2 separate regions of the Mus musculus genome follow, and region 1 is linked to region 2. Evidence: chromatin contacts called from public HiChIP or PLAC-seq data. All regions are on one chromosome and are shown on one strand. Each heading gives the region's core, a stretch centred on a gene start, on an enhancer-like site or on the middle of the called end of the contact. The rest is flanking DNA. Distances are from core to core; before and after follow the strand shown.

The links. HiChIP or PLAC-seq counts read pairs in DNA pulled down with a chosen protein or histone mark.
Region 1: a contact with region 2 is called in an H3K27ac HiChIP or PLAC-seq map of bone marrow-derived dendritic cells, with 4 times the contacts expected there. The contact joins two enhancer-like sites. A contact is called at or near these places in 2 of 484 Hi-C or Micro-C datasets (both in embryonic stem cells) and 1 of 115 datasets of contacts at active chromatin or transcription factors (bone marrow-derived dendritic cells).

Annotation. Positions count from the first base shown.
Region 1 is chr2:148,894,197-148,898,970 of GRCm38.p6, forward strand. No RefSeq gene overlaps it. Among named protein-coding and RNA genes, the nearest start is that of Cst3, 21 kb to the left of the region's middle. Within about 2 kb of position 1,580, at least 8 of the 459 cell types and tissues checked have an H3K27ac peak or open chromatin away from gene starts, as enhancers often do. A contact at or near this core is called in bone marrow-derived dendritic cells, where this site is marked.
Region 2 is chr2:148,582,682-148,587,769 of GRCm38.p6, forward strand. No RefSeq gene overlaps it. Among named protein-coding and RNA genes, the nearest start is that of Gm46770, 23 kb to the left of the region's middle. Within about 2 kb of position 3,235, at least 29 of the 459 cell types and tissues checked have an H3K27ac peak or open chromatin away from gene starts, as enhancers often do. A contact at or near this core is called in bone marrow-derived dendritic cells, where this site is marked.

The DNA of each region.
Region 1 (4,774 bases), core at 330-2,829, 310 kb after region 2:
GTGGCTAGATAGAGAGAGTTTCTCGTTTACAGTTTTATTTTTACCTCATGTTGTTTGTTAATTGCAAACTGTGAGACTGAAATGGAACTTTGAGCGCTTCTCAGCCTCCCTTCTGTAAACTCTAAATGTGGCAACAGTACCTCTTTTTGTGTTTTTATTTCTCTGAATTCACTTTCTTTTCCAATTTTACTCCATTTTCCCAAACACTGGTCCTCCAAGGAAAGGATAAGAAAGATCAGACTAGCAATATATAGTAGCAGTGAACAATTAATGGGATCATTGCCAATGTGTGATTGTGTGCTTATGACCTTGGGTGAAGTCCACCAAGTCTCTTGATATGGATAGATATGCTTGTGAAGAAAAAGAATGGATCAGAACGCCTCCACAAGAAAATAAATGATTCAAAAGACATTCCTGCATGGGCAACGAAGTATTGCTCCACGGGTATTATCTCTGAACTCAAGGTGGAGGCCCTAGGGAAGATGCTGGTGAAAACTTGAGGAAATACAATAGCACTGCATGTTGTCAGCCAAGTGTGTGCTGATCAAGGCTGGTGTCAGTATTTTCTTCAATGTTCTGCTCATCATACTGTTCCCAGGGAGTTCTCTCAGGTCTCAGGGCAGGGCAATGAGGCTCAGGAGTTAGTAGCCTCAGTGACACTTAGGTTCCCTGTTTGGGTGTTTTGTGAACAGCCAGTTTCCCATCTAGTGTCATCAGGGGCACTCTTTCCATCAGAGCAAGTTGCTGCTGCTCACTAGGCTGTGCATCTGGGCCCAGAATACTCTAACCCTTTCCAGAGGCCTTGGTCTGCGACAAGAGGAGCTTCTTTCCCGGAGGTAAGCCCAGGTCTCCTTCAAGATGGACCTTAGTCAGTGACTGTCAGTTTGGATGGGACAGTCCAGCTTCAGATACCCTAGAATCACCTAAAACTTTACCTAACCCTGTGACACCCATGCCTCCTGTTCCCAACATTCCAGTGTACATTTCTCCCAAGACAACACCTTTGCAGTAAGCTGTTTGCCTTCTCTCTGATTCCCTTCCTACATGTTATATCTAAGATGCTTCTGCACACAGGTGAGCTGTGGATGACACACCCACAGTTCCTCACATTCAGTGAAGGGCAGCAGAAACAAATGGATCTTTGGAAAACAAGCTGTGGACACACCCTGCAACGACCAGGTCCACTGGAACCCAGAACTGTGTTTGAACTGGCACTGTCACTTGTTTCAGGATTTTCAGAAGACTGGTATCAAATGAGGACAATGTGTACTGCCACTGTGGTTACATTAGGAAAGAAAGTTGTGACATACTAGAAAGATTCCCAGTTTGTAGTAATGGAGAAAAGTTAAAAATCATTCTTGGGGATGGGGCTGAGGTTGGGGCTGGGGCTGGGGCTGGGGCTGGGGCTGGGGCTGGGGCTGGGGCTGGGGCTGGGGCTGGGGCTGGGGCTGAGGTTGAGGCTGGGGATGGAGAGATGGCTCTGTGGTTAAAAGCACTTGCTAATCTTGCAGAGGACTTGGATTCAGTTCCCAGAACATATGTAATTCTAGTTCCAGGGATTTGACACTCTCTACTGACGTCTCTGGGCACCAGGCATATACACAGTACACAGACATACATGTAGGCAAAGCACTTACACACAAAACCAAACCAAACCACAAAAATCATTCTCACTAGGGTGTGAGGAAAAGCACTCTGCCGGATTTGACCTTTGGTTTTATTACTAGTATGACACTGAATCCTAGAAAGAGCCTTTTAGGATCAATACCTTTTTTCTCAGTGAGTTCTACTAGCCATGTTTTGGGTTTTGTAATAGGAAGGCATACATTCTGTTGCTGACTTCTTCTACCATATGTGTCCTGGCGATTGAATGTAGGCTCTAAAGCTTGGAAGCAATAATCTTTACCTACTGAGGCAAATCAAGGGCCTGTGAATTATCTGATAAGCGCTGTAATATAACTTAATTATGGATACACATTCTGAGAAAAGCGGTATTTGGTGATTTTGTGTTGTGAATATTACAGTATATTTACATAAACCAAGAATATGTAAATATACTGTATATACTGCACACACACACACACACACACACACACACACACACATGCTTTTACAAGATTGACAGTATAGCATGTTTGCATCTAGCAGCTCCTGGAATGCTGCCCCATGTAGTGAAATACCATCGATGCCTCCTGCAGCTGTGACCTAGTAGGAAAGAGATAGCTGTTCCCTGGTGGAACAGCCACTTAAATGCAGCCCTGTGATGGGCTCAGGAGAGAGCAGAAGAAAAGCCACCCTGACAGCTGCAGGGCTGTGAGAAACTGTAAAACAACAAATTCTGTTACTTTAAACCACTAATTTTGGAGTGGTTTCATATGCAGCAGTAGATAACTGATACTTACAAAATGTTCTGAGCACTTCCAACAGAAAGACCCAGGATTAGAAACTCCTCCAAATATAGACTCTAGGTTTATAATTCCAGTGACAGACCTGGGCCTTCACTCTTCTTGTAAACTTTTAAGAACTTCTGGGTTTCCAGGAAGGGTTGAAAGTAGATGGAAGGGCCTAAACCAAAGTCTGGTAGCGATTTTCTGACAATGTCTACACATGTCTTCTGTGTTCCCAGAAAAAAAAAATCATACTTGACCTTGTAGCCTTTGTCCTAGAATGTTCCTGTTTCAAGTAAGTGGTCCCTCTGAAAGCCTCACCTGACTAGTGAGTTGTGGTGGGTTGGCGTATGTCTCTACGACCACCATGGTCAGCAGAGTAGTGATCTGCAGGAGCTAAAAAGGTAATTTGACTCAGCGTGACTAAGCAGCTGGGGTTGGTTCAAATTTTGGGAGTCTGACCCTGAGTTTTATGCACATTTCAGCCCAGTACAATTCACTGTAAACTTTCCTGGTTATAATTAACTTGATGCCTTGTACACAATCAAGCATACATAACTCTCCGTGAGGAACCTGCTGTTGGCAGATCTGGCATTCAGCAGCAGCTGTAGCCAGGTCAGCGTTGGTGAGTGGAAGCATAGCTGAGGCAAAGCATAAACTCCATCTCAGCCACCATGTCCACTTTGTTCATGTGTCCATTGAGCAATGACAGGGATGGCTGGGGAAAGAGGCTGACTGTCCACAGAGTGGGTCATCTTATCTACTCCTCAGCTGAAGTCACCTTTTGGTGAACATTTACATGGTTCACAAATATTTTCACATCCTTTGCCCATTTGGAGAGATCTATCCACATACTTCTTCCCCAGATGTCTTTCTCACCAATTTTCCAATCATGATCTTTCCAAGTCTCTGACCATCCAGCCAATCCATTGGCTGCAGCCCATGAGTCAATGAATAATTGTACATCTGGCCATTTCTTCTTCCAAACAGTTACACCATGTGTACTGCCCGAAGTTCTGCCTACTGTGAAGATTTCCCTTCACCTGTGGCTTTCAGGGTTGTCCCGGAAAGGGGTTGTAATGCTGCAGCTGTCCATTTCTGGGTGGTGCCTTTGTAATGTGCAGAGCCATCAGTAAACCAGGCCCTAGTCTTCTCTTCTTCAGTCAGCCGATCATAGGGAACACCCCATGAGGCTATAGGTGCATGCTTGGCAGCAGATGGAGGTTATGCTAAATAAGTAAACTGAATAACAATCCGGTGTGACTACATTAAAATATAAGGGACACTTTCTATAAAGATAGGTTCTATAGATTGAGTGAAGGAAAATAATCTCATGATAAGGGTGTGGGGAGGAAGAGGTATGGTCTGAACCACACTGAGTGCAAAAGTCGTCAGGCTATCACTCCATTCACTCACAGCTTTCTGGGAAGAACAACAGGTTATGCCCAAACATGTGGTCAGAGAACACTGGGGCCCTCCATAATGGTGCTATGGATGAAGGAAGAAACTGCAGTGTCTAATCAAAAGAGCTGGGGATTAACTTGTCTCTACATAATCATCAAGGTTCAACCACTTCTCACTATCCTAGAAAACTCCAAAAAACTAGGAAGATAATCAACCAGAAATGTAGCAAGCCAAGCTTCTCTTATGCCTGAGGCTGTAAAAACTGAAACCCATTTCTGCTTTGTATGATTGCTCTGTATTGTTGTTATTATATTATTATTATTATAATAATTATTATTTTACTTAAAGGAAGAGTCATTTAGTAGCCTTTATATTAGGTTTTAAACTATTTTGTGTTGCTGTGTTTTGTAACTATTTCCTCTGAATTGACACATTCTTTCTGGAGAGAGGAAGGAAGCCCACAAAACTTAGGATAAGGAAAGTTACAAGCCTCAGGAAACTCCTAAGAGGTAGTAGTTTTAGAAAGTTACAATATTCACAGGGACCAGGCCCACAAAAGAACTGGTAGGCTGAGCAGATTCTTCAGCGAAACTAACTGAAAGATGCACAGGATACCATGGATGCAGCTACTGGGAGTTGTCACCATTGTTGTGGTGAGCCTTTTGATGATGTAGTTGCCTTTAAGTCATTCAGATTTCTGGAAGTCACCCTTCACCGTCCTCCTATAAGTCGCCTCAATGCATTTGCTGGTTCTCTAAGTTAGACATAGTTGGAATGGCTTCTTTGATTTCTGTCATTGCTCTTTCTGGGATAAACAGACATTTGTTTATGCCTCCCCCCAAAAGGTCAAAATGTGGTATATAACTCAATACTGGATGATGAGTAATTCAAAGCCGGGGTGGGTGTGGGTGAGTGGGGCATGGTTCTTTAGGGTTGGAGCTCTAGCTCAGGAGTTTCTAAGCATGTATAAAGCCCTGGGTTCT
Region 2 (5,088 bases), core at 1,985-4,484:
AAATCTTGAATCTTACCATTTAATCATAGGAGTTAATACTACTCCATCAGCATTGGAAATGCTCACAGGACAATCTGATGGAGGCAATTCCTCAATTGAGACTCTCTTTCCAGATATGTCTAGGTTTGCGTCAAGCTGACAAAAACTAACAGGTATACTTTGCTTAACCAAAATTAATTAATTGGCCAACATTTAATGGGCTGGTTCCTGGAGCTCTAGCCTCACTTTCCCCTAGGTACATGCACTGATCTGCAGGAGCCAGCCCAGCTGAGACTCTGGAAGCAGAGCGCTTGTGGTTTACAGGATGCTGAGACATTCCACCCAAGCACTCGTCTGTGGCTCTTGTTTGATGGCTTTGCTTTTGCTCTTTTCCTGATTTAGCACACCAGCAGGTGTTTGACGTCTGGGCACATCTCAGTAGTTCTTTCACCCAAACCACCATGTTCCTGGCCCTTTTTTGCCTCAAAATTGAAAACTAAATCAAAGAATTCTCCAAAGTTGGAGCAAATCAACTGTTTATAAAGCAAATTTGGTGTCACTAAAACAGCTCAGAAAGTGACAATGCCTATAATAAAACCAAGGCAACTTATGAGAGAAAGCATTTGACTTAGAGCTTGCTTATAGTTTCAGAGGGTTAGTGAATGACCATCATATTGTAGAACTCTGTGGTAGTTTGAATAGGAATGGTCCCCCTAGACTCATGTGTTTGAATTATTAGCTCATAGTGAGTGGCACTATTAGGAGGTCTGGCTTTGTTGGATTAGATGTGGCCTTGTTGAGGAAGTTTATCACTGTCAGTGTGGCCCAGCTAGTCTTGGAGCCCAAAGGCCACTGTAACCCTTGAACAGCTGAACTGACACCTCAAACTGGCCCTGTGACTATAACCGATATTCCATCAGGGTACCTGCCAAGAGGATGGCCCAAACCCATGGGGAAAGGAAGAAATGGCACTATAACACTGGGTGTCTGATCACCATGGCAACACTCCCACCAGTTTCTCCTGTGTAGACATAGAAGTCATCTTCCACATCCCCTTCACAGTCACTTCCTACCCACATCAAGTTAGTTTCAGAGGTACATTAGCAAACACACATGTAGCCATCATATCCATATATTCCCTTTCTTAGCCATCTTTCCCATCCAATCCTGTCTACACAAGGGAGTGACTTCCTACCAAAATCCCATGTATCCTGTCATTTAAAAGATCAAGGTAAAGGAGTGTCTTTATCTTTCCTCATTTGTATGTGCTGATTTGATGTTCAGGATACCGCCTTGTCCCTGCCAGCTCCTCCTTGTCTCAAATATCCATTCTGTCACCTCAACGGAAGCTCCTACTCTTATGCCACCAGCTGTGGCTAGTCTCTGTGACCACTCCATGCTCTTCTGCAGCTCACACCTCTTTCTGAGGTCACTGACTGAGGGGTTTTCCTGCCTAGAACCTCTAAGTTCTGGACACAGATCTAGGAGCTAGTGGATTTGAGGTCCAGTGAGTAGAGTGAACAGGGTCTAAAATGCCCAATAGGCAGTAGCCAGGGATATAGGGATGGATTAACTGGAAGGGTTTGGCCTGGATGCTTACCACCACCTTGGGTTTGTTGTACTTCAAATGCCCTCAAGGCCATGAAGAGTTTGAGTCAGTGGACAATAGAAGAGCCCATGTTGCCTTCAGGCTTCCAGACATGACTGACTTCACCCCTATATGCAGGAATGAAGGGAAGACCCTGGCACTGGAAGCGGCAGAGGAGCCTCTTTTAGGTATGCTGTCCTCAGATTCCCCAAAGGACTCTTGTCCACTTAGCTTCAGTGGTCAACTTGAAACAACCCATAGTAATTAAAGGAGTCTCAATTAGGGGATTGTCTTGATCTGATTGGCCAGTGGGCATGTCTGTCGGGCATTTTCTTTGTTGGTGGTTGATGTGGATGAGCCCAGCCCACTGTTATGATACATCTTGGGGCAGGCAGTTCTCCGTGTGTAAAAAGCTGGCTAAAAAAGCAGAGGGGAGCAAACCAGTAAGCAGTTCTCCTCCAAGATTTTTGCCCTGACTTCACTGGTGGATGGTGACTTGGAAGTTTAAGAAAAATAATCCTTAAACAATTTCCCAAGCAAATAGTCCCAAGAAATAAGCTGGAGTAGCCTTTCTGATATCACATAAAATTATTCAGCCAAAAGTTGTCAAAAAGGATAAAGAACAACGCTACATATTCATCAAAGGAAAAATCTCCCAAGAAGAACTCTCAAAATTCTGAACATCCGTGCTCCAAATGCAAGGGCACCCACATTTGTAAAAGAAACTTTACTAAATCTCAAAGCACACATTGCACCTCCCACAATAACAGTGGGAGACTTCAACACCCCACTCTCATCAATGGACAGATCATGGAAACAGAAACTAAACAGAGACACAGTGAAACAGAAGTTATGGACCAAATGGATTTAGAAGATATCGATAGAACATTTCATTATAAAATAAGAACACACATGGTATGTACTCATTGATAAGTGGATATTAGACAAAGAGTGTGAAATACCCACAATGCAACTCATGGACCACATGAAGCTCAGAGGAAGGAAGATCAAATTGTGGACTCTTCAGTCCTACTTAGAAGGGGGAACAAAATAATCAAGGGAAGTAGAGGGTGGGAGGGACTTGGGAGGAAGAGAAGTCGGGGAGGGGAAAAAGAGGAAGAATCAGGTGTGGGAGGAGAAGGGGGGAGATGTACAGAGGTCAGGAAATTGAACAGAGGTGTGTAGCAATGGGGGGGGGGGAGATGGGTAAATGGGGATAGCAACCAGAAAGTCCCAAATGCCAGGAAAGCATGAGCCTCCCAGGACCCCACAGGGATGACATGAACTGAAATACCCCACAAAGGGGAGGGAGGACCTGTCAAGACCATATCCAGATGTTAGGCATGGCACCCCGGTTGAGGGATGGGGCCACCCATCCATCTCCAAAAATTTTAACCCAGAAATGCTCCTGTCTAAAGGAAATACAGGGACAATGAGTGGAGAAGAGACTGAAGGAAAGGGCATACAGAGACTGCCCTAGCTATGGATCCATTCCACATGCAGACACCAAACCCAGACACAATTGCAGATGTCAAGAAATGGTTGTTGACAGGAGCCTGATACAGCTGTCTTCTGAGAGGCTTTGCCAATTCCTGACCAATACAGATGCGGATGTACACAGCCAAACATTGGAGTGAGTGCAGGGACCACAATGGGGAAGTTAGGGCAAGGACTGTAGAAGCTGAAGAGTTTTGCAACCTCATAGGAAGAACAAGAGTATCAACCAACCAGGACCCCCAAAGCTCACACAGACCAAAGAGTACAGAGGGGGTACCCATGACTCCAGCTGGATATGTAGCAGAGGTTTGCCTTATCTGGTATCACTGGGAGGGGAGTGTCTTGGTCCAGTGAAAGCTTGATGACCCAGGATAGGGAAATGCTAGGTTCACTGAGCAGGAAGGGGGTGTAGGGGGAGCACCCTCATAGAGGCAGTGGGAAGGAGGAGAGGATAGGGGATCTGTGGAGGGGAAACTAGGAATGGGGATAACATTTGAAATGTAAGTAAATAAAATAACCAATAAAAACACACACATGTGAAAAATAATCCTTTTCCTCCCCAATTTGCTTTTGGTTATGGAGTTTATTGCACAATGGAGAACAATCTAGAATAGAGCCCATGACCCCAACCCTTTCAGGCCAAGAGCCCCTCCCACAAGGACCAAATGCTCTACAATCAGTCCAAGTAACCAGGGCAATTTTTAGGTGATAACACCTGTTTAAAGTGTAGTAAACACTAGACATACTTGCACACACCTGTGACCCCAATATTCAAGAACCTGAAGCAGGAAGATTGAGTTTGAGACCACCTGAAGCCAACTTGGGCTTTGTAGCAAGACACTGTCTCAAAAAGAACAAAAAGAAAAAGTGCATTTATAACCTATACTTTTGTAAAAAAAATTTTTTTAATTAAACAGACACACACACACACACAGACACACACACACACACACACACACACACACACACACAAGAAGTTGGAAATGCCTATGATCCTGCTTTACTGTGACCTCATTCACCCACTAATCCTTCCATATTTTTCTTTCCCTCATGTAACCTACATGTGTAATTGCCTTCCACAAAATGTAAGCTCATGAGTAATGCTCTTTTTTGCTTCCTCTCTCGTTAGAAGCAGGATTTGACTATGTAATGCTGGATGACCTCAAATTTGGGGATCCTCCTGTGTCTGCTTCCCAAGTAGTAGAATCACAGGCTCTGAGCCTTTGAGCCACACACAGATCTAAAATAAGCTTTTGAGCTTGTATGTATGCTTCATACGCTCAGCAAGTGCTCTGCTGCTAAACCACACCCCCAGCCTTCTGCACTCTAATAATCTGTTTACTTAGTGATTTGTTTTCAGTACCTGAAAATACAGCAAGAGTCCTACCAGGGGAAAAGGATAGCCCCACACTCATGCATTCCCTGCCTCCTGTGACTTCCTGTTCCACTAAACATCTTCCACTAAACATCCACTAAACATCTTCATGCACGGCCCTCTATTCATCTGCTTCTTTAGAATGGATGCAGAGAAGTGGGCTCACTGAATCAAAGTGTGTGTCTTTTCTCAAAGTAGCTGTGTTTACTTGTTCTCTCCCAAGGAAAACAGCTGTTTCCCACACCTGCTCAGATCTGAAATCACCACACATTTTAATGCTTGCCAGCTGATAGCCCCAAGGTCTTACCTCATGGATGTTCCAGTATGGATTTCCCTGAACTCCGATTATGTTTGCATTGGCTGGGGAACTCCTTCCACTGTGAGCAACCTGGTCACTTCTCCCCCACTGTTGCTAATCCTTTTTTTTAACAGTAATTCAGAATTCCTTCATATAATCAACTTTTAAAGACAGATGTAAATATATATATATATATATTCTCCAAATTTTAACATGTCCCTGAAGATGATAGGAAACCTTTTATAGCAAGAAGGTTTTTGCCTTTTTCTCATTTTTTAAAATTAGCAAACACCATATTAAATATTATGACATTTTCAACCAAGTGTATTTTAGTAAATGTCCCTATCTCTG